Regions from separate parts of the Macaca mulatta genome. Here region 1 is linked to region 2. The links are chromatin contacts, called in public Hi-C maps. All regions are on one chromosome and are shown on one strand. The core of a region is the stretch at or near the end of the contact, and the rest is flanking DNA. Distances in the headings are between cores, read along the strand shown. Region 1 holds the start of PSMD12 (proteasome 26S subunit, non-ATPase 12). Region 2 overlaps PRKCA (protein kinase C alpha).

Evidence for each region. A called contact is a pair of places that touch in the nucleus more often than the background predicts.
Region 1: a Hi-C map of fetal cortex germinal zone shows a contact between it and region 2, with 2.9 times the contacts expected there. The contact joins the promoter of PSMD12 here to the enhancer-like site in region 2. A contact is called at or near these places in 2 of 14 Hi-C or Micro-C datasets (fetal cortex germinal zone and fetal cortical plate).

The regions. Positions count from the first base shown.
Region 1 is chr16:77,113,891-77,118,728 of T2T-MMU8v2.0, forward strand. PSMD12 (proteasome 26S subunit, non-ATPase 12) reads right to left here and starts at 2,158. Exons shown (of 11, transcript NM_001265853.2): 1 at 1,971-2,158. The coding sequence starts at 2,078.
Region 2 is chr16:76,467,696-76,472,199 of T2T-MMU8v2.0, forward strand. The region is part of intron 8 of PRKCA (protein kinase C alpha); the gene reads left to right. Among named protein-coding and RNA genes, the nearest start is that of CACNG5, 160 kb to the right of the region's middle. Within about 2 kb of position 2,881, at least 7 of the 40 cell types and tissues checked have an H3K27ac peak or open chromatin away from gene starts, as enhancers often do. A contact at or near this core is called in fetal cortex germinal zone and fetal cortical plate, where this site is marked.

The sequences.
Region 1 (4,838 bases), core at 908-3,407, 650 kb after region 2:
TTACTGATCTCTAAGCTATTTGAGGGCAAGAGCCTTGTCTGATAATCTCTGTACTTCTCATAGTATCTAACATTGACTAGGTCTTGCACACAGTAGACTGGTATTAACAGAAATTCATAAAAGATCTGGTTGTGCTTTTCTAAAGCAAATGACTTGTTTCTTCTTTATGGACACTATCATTCTATTAATTCCAAAGTGGAGGTTCAGAGGCTGACTTTGGCCTGCATATTTTGTTCTAGTTACATTGTATTGGCTCAAACAGTATTTTAAGATGACAGATTATTATCCAATTTCTAAATATTAAGGTATTTCACAGAGAAATCCATCTTCCTGGTTTCTCCCTCAAATTAGCAGCATCGACAAGGCTCGGCCTTCATCCCCAGTTGGCAAATATTATCTGAAGGTGAAGATCTGCTGCCTCCTTTTCCTGGGCAGGTGCTCGGAAGTTCAGGTTTTTGGCCAGCCGCAGTAGCTCACACGTGTAATCCCAGCACTTTGGGAGGCCGAGGTGGGTGGATCACTTTAGGTCAGGAGTTCGCGACCAGCCTGGTCAACATAGTGAAACCCCGTGTCTACTAAAAATACAAAAATTAGCCGGGCGTGGTGGCACTTGTAGTCCCAGCTACTCGGGAGGCTGAGGCAGGAGAATCGCTCGAACCCGGGAGGCGGGGGTTGCAGTCAGCCGAGATCGCGCCGCTGCACTCCAGCCTGGGTGACAAGAGTGAAACTCCGTCTCAAAAAAAAAAAAAAAAAAAAGAAAAAAAGTTCAGGTTTTCATTACAATAGGCTTCTAGGCAGGGCAGCATGGTGTGTGACGGCACCAGCTCCGAACCTAGAATCGGTCTGCCTGGGTTTGCTTCTTGGCTTCACCACTTTACTAGCCGTATGATCTTGGCGCCTGTGATTCAACTTTTTCTAACCCAAGTTTTCTTACCTGTAAAATAAGGATTATAGCAATAGCCATTGCATAGGGCTGAGGTGAGGATCAAATGGCTTAGTGTATGTAAGCACGGAGCCTGACACTGCAGAAACTACACAACAAATATCAGCTATTGTTATCTGTGTGACATTGGAGGCGGCTGAGTTTCCCACCCTTATGTAACTGATGTTTGTTGATGCTAGCTGCTAGAAAGCTCTTAATGAATTTATGGCTCCCCCTCAGCAAGCATACTGAACCTAAGATATACATACGTACCAACTTTATCACCTTTCTCCATCCTTGTTTTTTGGAAAGCCCGTTGAACTCTTATAGTACCTACTCGTCTTTACTTTTGTAGTTCCGTCTCCAGTAATGACTCCACTCCACCCAATCTTACTAATTCTTCAAGACCCAATACAAACGTCAGCCTTCCTGTAAAACCTTCCCTTATGGCACCATTAAGAATGCATAGCTTCCTTCTCGGTGTTCCAGTAACACTCTCCCCTTGTATGGCCCTCACCACCATGCATGACTTGACTAATTCATTACGTACATCAACTCCTAAAGAACAGGGTACTGTTAGTCATCTGTGTACTATCACTTTCCTACCCCTTCTCCTGGCCAAAGACCAGGCACATAAGCCCATGATCCATAAACGATTTAACGACATAAATGGATTGGGCAACAGCAACAGAACGAAACTCTCTGATCCAGCCTGAATACTGAAGCAGCCTCACCCCCTGGGAAACCACTAAGATAAACGTTACTTAAGCAGCATCCAAGAAAGGGCAAAAAGTAAAACGGAGCCCTAAGTCCCACGGAAGGAAGTGATCATCTGTTTTGGGGAGGGTCTGGGAAGCTATAGGCACTGGCGTACTCCGCAGCCCTGGCCGGGCCGACCTGGGGTCTCCCACTCGTGCAGGCCCAACCAGGGCTGGGCAGGCAATGGGGGGATGCACGCTTCAGCCCGTAGGCCCCCTGAGGCCTAAGCAGGCTCCGCGCCGTGACTCAGCCCTTGGCGCCCGCCAACAGCCAGCCGGCCTCTCCTCACCTTGGCTAGCTTCGCACACTCGGGTAGGCGCTGATCCACCGTGGCGCTGTAGTCCACCTCCATCTTGACGATGCGCCCGTCAGCCCGCTCCGAGCCGCCGTCCGCCATGGTCCCCGCCTGAGCGTCCCTTGCTGTACCCCCGCTTCGGCCACCACTAGTCACCCACACCGGAAGCCGCCCGCGCACCCGCTCAGGCAGTGCTTCGGGAGCCCACGCGAAGGACCCCTCGAGGTCCCCGGCGCTGGTCGCCACTCAGGCATTGCCGCGGACAGCCCTGGGGGTGGGGCTTGAGGCACGCGGGGCGGTACTCGCCGCTCCATCCCGCAGCGTCAGGTTTTGTCTCTGGGAACATCAGACTTTTTATCTAAAATTTGCAATGAGAAAACCGAGTGTAGTAGAACAGACCATCTCATATATCCCTACACCCCTGCTTCGAAATATAATTTCTCAGGACCATGGCCAGTCGCTTAACTTTTCTTGGATCTCGGTTTTCTCATCTCTACGTTAGGAGGCTAAAGTAAACCTTAAAGTAGAAAGTTCTAAGGTTTTATCTAGTTGAGAATCTTGGTGGCTTAATCTGTGGGATCTCTGAAAGCTCCTAAGAGAAGATATGGAAGCAGCTCAGTCATTTAATAAGCAAAGTGGTTTCTTTGTTTGTTTGTTTTCGTTTTTACTATAATCCACTAAGTTGGTAAAAAGAAAAGTTAGAAAGATTTAATTGTGGGTTTTGTTTGTTTGTTTGTTTGTTTGTTTCTTGAGACAGAGCCTCGCTCTGTGGCCCAGGCTAGAGTGCAGTGGCTTGATCTCGGCTCACTGCAAGCTCCGCCTCCCAGGTTCCCGCCATTCTCCTGCCTCAGCCTCCTGAGTAGCTGGGACTACAGGCGCCCGCCACCACGCCAGGATGGTCTCGATCTCCTGACCTCGTGCTCCGCCTGCCTCGGCCTCCCAAAGTGCTGGGATTACAGGCGTGAGCCACCGCGCCCGACCAGAAATCGACTATAGGACTTTCGTGAGCATCAAACGAGATGACATGTGAGACAATTTCAATTCTTAAGGGCCTTACACGTTTTATGTGTTATCATTCATACCATGCTGGTCCCTATAAAACAGCTTAAGATCTTAAAAAAGCTTAGGATCCTTGAAAATGGGAATGAGGTTGTGTTTGGTGTGGGCATATGGTCAACAGCAGCCTGGAAAGCAAACAGGAAAACGGGAAATCTTGGAGTGGTTTATCTATTATGTTAGTGGTTCTCAATTTCATTAGTGCCGACATCACTTTATGGATGCTGAATAGATCTCTTTGTTTTAACTGCAATGAAAATCAGGGAAAATATAAACCATTTACAAGAAAAATAAGACACTAGCTCAGCTATAATCTGTAATGTAGAGGAGAAACAAATTTTACCTTTTTCTATTTTTGTAGAGACAGCAACTATACTACGTAGCCCAGGCTGGTCTCAAACACCTGGCCTCAAGCAGTCCTCTCACCTTGGCCTCCTAAAGTGCTGAGATTACAGGTGTGAGCCACTGTGCCCAACCAAGAAACAAATTTTATAATAGCAAAATAATATATATTTCAAAAGATAACGGCTAAAACATGTCTACAGTGGAAAACACAAGGAAGTAGTTATTTGCTTGCACCCATAAACCGTAACTATAAATGTAAAAGCTGCAACTGCAACAGGTGTGTTCTCTTGGTTCCTGAAGCATGGTAAGGGCTTATTGTTGATGACATTTTCCAAAATGGTGAGCAACAAGCCACTTGGTAAAACTTTTTTTTTTTAATTTTAATTTTATAGTCCATCAGCTGGGTCTTACAGCTCATGCCTATAATCCCAGCATTTCGGGATGCTGAGGTGGGTGGATCACTTGAGGCCAGTAGTTCAAGACCAGCCTGACCAACATGGCGAAACCCTGTCTCCGCTAAAAATGCAAAAATTAGGCAGTCGTCATGGCATGCGCCTGTAATCCCAGCTACTCAGGAGGCTGAGGCAGGAGAATTGCTTGAACCCGGGAGGTGGAGGTTGCAGTGAGCCAAGATTGCGCCACTGCACTTCAGCCTGGGCGACAGACGAGACCCTGTCTCAAAATAAATAAACAAACAAGCAACCAACCAACCAAACAAACAAACTTTGTAATCCATGACCCGCTGAAATAAAGTTCTGACTATATCAACATATAATCTTCCATTGTTTTCCTCATAGAAGAATTCTTAGAAATTTTAGTTGATATTAAAAGTGAAAGGAAAGTAGCTTGTCATATGTAAAACTGACTTAGAGTCTAGGCCTCAGACACAGAAGAAAGTGTCTGGTAGGTCATTCAAAAGTCTGATGGAATGTGAGACAATATTGTATTGTGTGGGCTTGTTGCATAGTAGGCTGTGTAGCATTGCAATCACATGCTGGTGTCTCCCTCTTCCCTCCGTGATTGTGACAACTCAAATTCCCCTACAGGCTTCTAAAACACACTCTAGAGGCTGGTATTGTTGAGACACACTAGGCTAAGATGGCTTTTCACTATATATTCCTTGTGACATTGGTTTGATGAGAGTAGACAATAGAATCTGGAAGCGTAAATTTATTTTTTATTTAAAAAAAAATCTTTTTTGAGACATAGTCTTGTTCTGTTGCCCAAGCTGGAGTGCAGTGACGAGACCAGGGCTCACTGCAGCCCTGACCGCCTAAGCTCAAGTGATTCTTCTGCCTCAGCCTCCCAAGTAGCTGAGACTACTCAGCTATCGGTTTTTGTTTGTTTGTTTGTTTGTTTTTTGAAACGGAGTCACGCTCTGTCACCCAGGCTGGAGTACAGTGGTGCGATCTCGGCTCACTGCAACTTCTGCCTCCTGGGTTCAAGTGATTCCCCTGCCTC
Region 2 (4,504 bases), core at 1,631-4,130:
GAATTTGTCTTCTGACGCTGCCACCTGGCAGCAGGCAATGGCTGGGGCAAGACTACTCAGAATGGCAGCAGCCACCAGCCCCGAGCTCTGATCACTCCCTCACCACTGCAGGATGGGAGGGCTCCCAGGCCTGCAGGACGAGGAAGGAGTGTTGACCCATTTTCCAGATGAAGAAACAGGCCTCAGAGAAGTGAGCAGTGCCTTTACTGCTGTCCCAGACCACTGCTGGCAGACCCCAGATCCCACGCTTGTCACCCTCCTGAGCGCCCCCAAGGTCGCCTGTGAGCTGCCTGACACAGAGGGCCCGGAGAATAGCCCAGAACAGTGCAGCTGCTGCTAGCCTTGGAAGCAGGTGTCCCATTGAGCTATAATGAGGCCCCTCGGTTTTAAAAACTGGTGTGGATTAAAAAGGCTCAGTCAGGGTAGGATGAAATCAATGATTATGGAAATATTGTGCTAAATTTAATGACAGTCAGCCGTGCTTTCCAATTGCTTGCTCCTGTCAGGGACATTTTATAAAAATGTTCCGTTGAGTAGTTGAGCAGTATTATCCAGCATTTCAGGGATAGGATGTTTTGTTTTGTTTTGTTTTGTTTTCTCTGTGAGGATGCCCAGTCATCCTGTTTTCCTTTTCTGCAGCAGCTGCACAGCCATGGAGGGAAGGCTCTGGAACCTTCTTCCTCGGGGAACTGGGCTTTATTGCCAGTTATAGCTTGGGTGTGTTTTTTGTTACTGGTTTTTATTGACTTCAGGAGCTGCTGTTCTGTGCTCGCTTAGCTCCAATTGGATTTTCCCAGAAGTGGCTTTGTCATTGAACCCTGCCCTCGTGTGACTGTCATTACTTCTCACTATTTTCCAGGTCGTTCTTTGTTTCTAAGACAAACACAGTGGCTCCCTTGGACTACTCCAGGGTCCCCTGCAGCCCTCACTGCCTCCTCTCCCCCCAGGCCCTGTCTTGGATCTGTGGCTTGCAGAATCTGCACCCAGTCAAGGGTTTGGAAAGATTCGGGAGACACAGAAAGGCCTACAACTGTTTGGATCTTTGTTTTCTAGAAATAGAGCACCCAGAGATCCTAAAACCCACTTTTGGCATCTATAGTTCCATTGGCATTCTATAGTTCCGTTGGCATTTTGCAAAGTCCCGGCACTTACATTAGTGATTCAGGTCATCTACTATAAAGGGTACAGTTTTTTGCATCTGCGTAGATACAATTTTGTGTCTTGTTTGTGCCGTCTTGCCCTATTTATTGGGACTTTACCTCTCTCTGTATGGCAGACTAGTGAACCTTAGGTGGATTTCTGCTAAAAGATCCCAAAGTGCAGTTGCTTCCGAAACTGAATACCACAAGAGGGCAGTAAAGATTTGCAAATGAAAGATTCCATGATGCCTGCACACAACAAATAGCAATGAACTTTTCCCTGGATGTCTTTACATTTTAGTGGACATAAAGATGAGATCAGCACCTTGTGCTCCCAATTGCTCCTTGGCTTTAGAGGGTCTTCAGTGTGCTGCAAAGAAGTCAAGGGTTTTAGGCCGGGCGCGGTGGCTCAAGCCTGTAATCCCAGCACTTTGGGAGGCCGAGACGGGTGGATCACGAGGTCAGGAGATCGAGACCATCCTGGCTAACACGGTGAAAACCCGTCTCTACTAAAAAATACAAAAAACTAGCCGGGTGAGTTGGTGGGCGCCTGTAATCCCAGCTACTCGGGAGGCTGAGGCAGGAGAATGGCGGGAACCCGGGAGGCGGAGCTTGCAGTGAGCTGAGATCGGGCCACTGCACTCCAGCCCGGGCGACAGAGTGAGACTCCGTCTCAAAAAAAAAAAAAAAAAGTCAAGGGTTTCCCCAGAGCCGGATGGCTCCTTCAGTCTACTCTTGCTTGCACAGGGCCCTAGCCCATTTTCTATCTTCCCGGCTTTTTTTTTTTTTTTTTTTTTTTTGAGACAGAGTCTTGCTCTGTCACCCAGGCTGGAGTGCAGTGGCTCAATCTCGGCTCACTGCAAGCTCCGCCTCCCGGGTTCAGGCCATTCTCTTGCCTCAACCTCCTGAGTAGCTGGGACTACAGGCACCTGCCACCACACCCGGCTAATTTTTTGTATTTTAAGTAGAGACAGGGTTTCACCGTGTTAGCCAGGATAGTCTCGATCTCCTGACCTCGTGATCCACCCGCCTCGGCCTCCCAAAGTGCTGGGATTACAGGCGTGAGCCACTGCACCCAGCCTCTTCCTGGCTTTTTTTAGCACCAGAGAAATCCCCAGTTCGAGGCCATGTTGCTGACAGTCTGAGAAACTATTTACTTTGATGATGTTTCTGAGTTCATGTGATTCTTGACCCTGCCACAGCCAACCCATAAAGCCAGCATGGTGTTAATTCCCAAGGGGAACATTCGTAGCAGGAAAAGGAATAGGTTTCCAAAAATTATTAAGCGCTCAAAGGTCTTGAACAATGCTATGTCATGGCTGCATCAGTGTGCACTGGGCCTTCCTCTAAGCTGGGCATCAGATGCAAGTGTGCCATTAGCTCCCTGGTGGGAGAAAAACATTTTTGCACATGGAAAAACTTAAGGTCGTTGGTGGGGAATCCTCATGTAAGCCTGGAGATTTAACGGTTGGGGAGAACGTGGTACAAGGGCAAACCGCCTTTCCAGGAGGTGTTCAGCAGGTGAGACAAGGGGTGCGCCATCGAGATTAGCCATCCTAACAGATGTGTCAATTATCAACAGACAAATCTGGGAAACAGGGAAAAAAATTGGTTGGCTGTAAAGAAAATCACACCCCGGGATACTAGAGGTGAATATTATGTGGTATGAAAAGAACCAAGCACTTTGCAGTTTCCACATCTGGCAAAGTGCCAACACATCAGGGTCCCACATTTCTCCTTGGAGTATGGCTCGGTTGCCATGACAACAGAGGCCCTCTCGCTGCCTGTGAATTTATTTTAACCGTGGCAACAGCTAAAGTGGGTGTGTCTGTGAAAATATTTCTCGTTAAGAAAATGATTGAATGTGTTGCCCTTAAATTTTGCTCTGCTGAATACATACTTCATTCACCACCATTGTTTGTCTGCAAAATTTCCTTTTCCTGTGCTGCCCGGCATAGCAAGCATTGTGGAAGAGCCTGAATAGTGATTTAATTCTAGTGCTCTTGAGATTCTTAATTGTCACTGTTCTGATAGATTAAGGAGATACAGACATCGTATTGAAATCTTAACTGCAAATGAGGATGAATGATTTGAGAACCTGCACAATACACAGCAAGGGTCATCAAACTGCAGTCCACAGCCCAGACCCCAGCTGCTGCCTGTTCTCACCATTAAGGCTTTATTGGAACACAGCTTCCCTCCTTTACTCACTTTTGTAGCTTTCAAGCTATAATGGCAGAATTTGAGAGTTACGACAAAGACAGCATTTGGCACACAAAGCCACAAATATTTACTACCTGGACCTTTACAGAAAAAGTTTGCTTACCCTCGATGTAGGAGGAAGAGCGCTAGATTCAAAGACCAGAGTTCTGGATTCAGAGCTCAGGATGGAAAACTGATTTAGACATATCACAGTGCCTCCTGGGCTCATTCTCCTCATCTGTAACATGGGCAGCCTTGATGAGACTATCCCCAAGTTTCTTTTGAATTCTAAAAGCTCTATCATCCTCCTGCCGTTAGTCAATGATTACAGCCCAGATGGGGCAACCCTTAGCACAGGGAAATATACAGCATGATCCAGCATCCAGTTTCAGGGCCTCTGTAGGGAACAGCAGCATCCTTCTCTTCCTCCCCTAGCACTGCCACGAAGCGACTGTAGTGAAGTTAGCTCCTAGACCTCAGCATCTTCATCTGCATCCTAGGCAGGTCAGACTCCCCAGGGACCCTTCTCCCCAGAACCAGACCCTCAGACCCGTCTGGTTCTGAGGCCCTTGCTGCAGTTGCCAGCAGGAGAAGGAATGATGCACGTCTGTGATTTGCCGGTCACCTGTGATTCTCGCCTCTGGGAGAAAACTCCAAGTGGCAGGTGTTGACCCAGTTGTGTGGGAGGAATCACCTAGGCCCTTATTTCCAGGTTACACTTACAGATCAGATTGTGCAAGCAGAAAAATGCCGTCAGAAGGAAGTGGGGTGGCTTGGGGGACTGACTAAGGATCACTGTTAAGCTCCCCTTCTTAGTCCACTCGGGCTGCTGTAGCAAAATACCATAAACTGTGTGGCTTACAAACTGCATATGTTTATGTCTCTTAGTTCTGAATGCTGGGAAGTCTAAGATCAAGGCAGGTGAGGTGTCTGGTGAAGGCTCACTTTCTGATTCACAGATGGCATCTTCTGGCTTTGCCCACATATGGTAGAAGGGATGAGGAGCCTCTCAGGCCTCTTTTTATTAAAGTTTTTTTTGTTTAGAGACAGGATGTCATTCTGATAGGAGTGCAGTGGCACAATCAGTGTTCACTGCAGCCTCGAATTCCTGGGCTCAAGCAATCCTCCCGCTTCAGCCTCCTGAGTAGCTAGGACTACAGGTG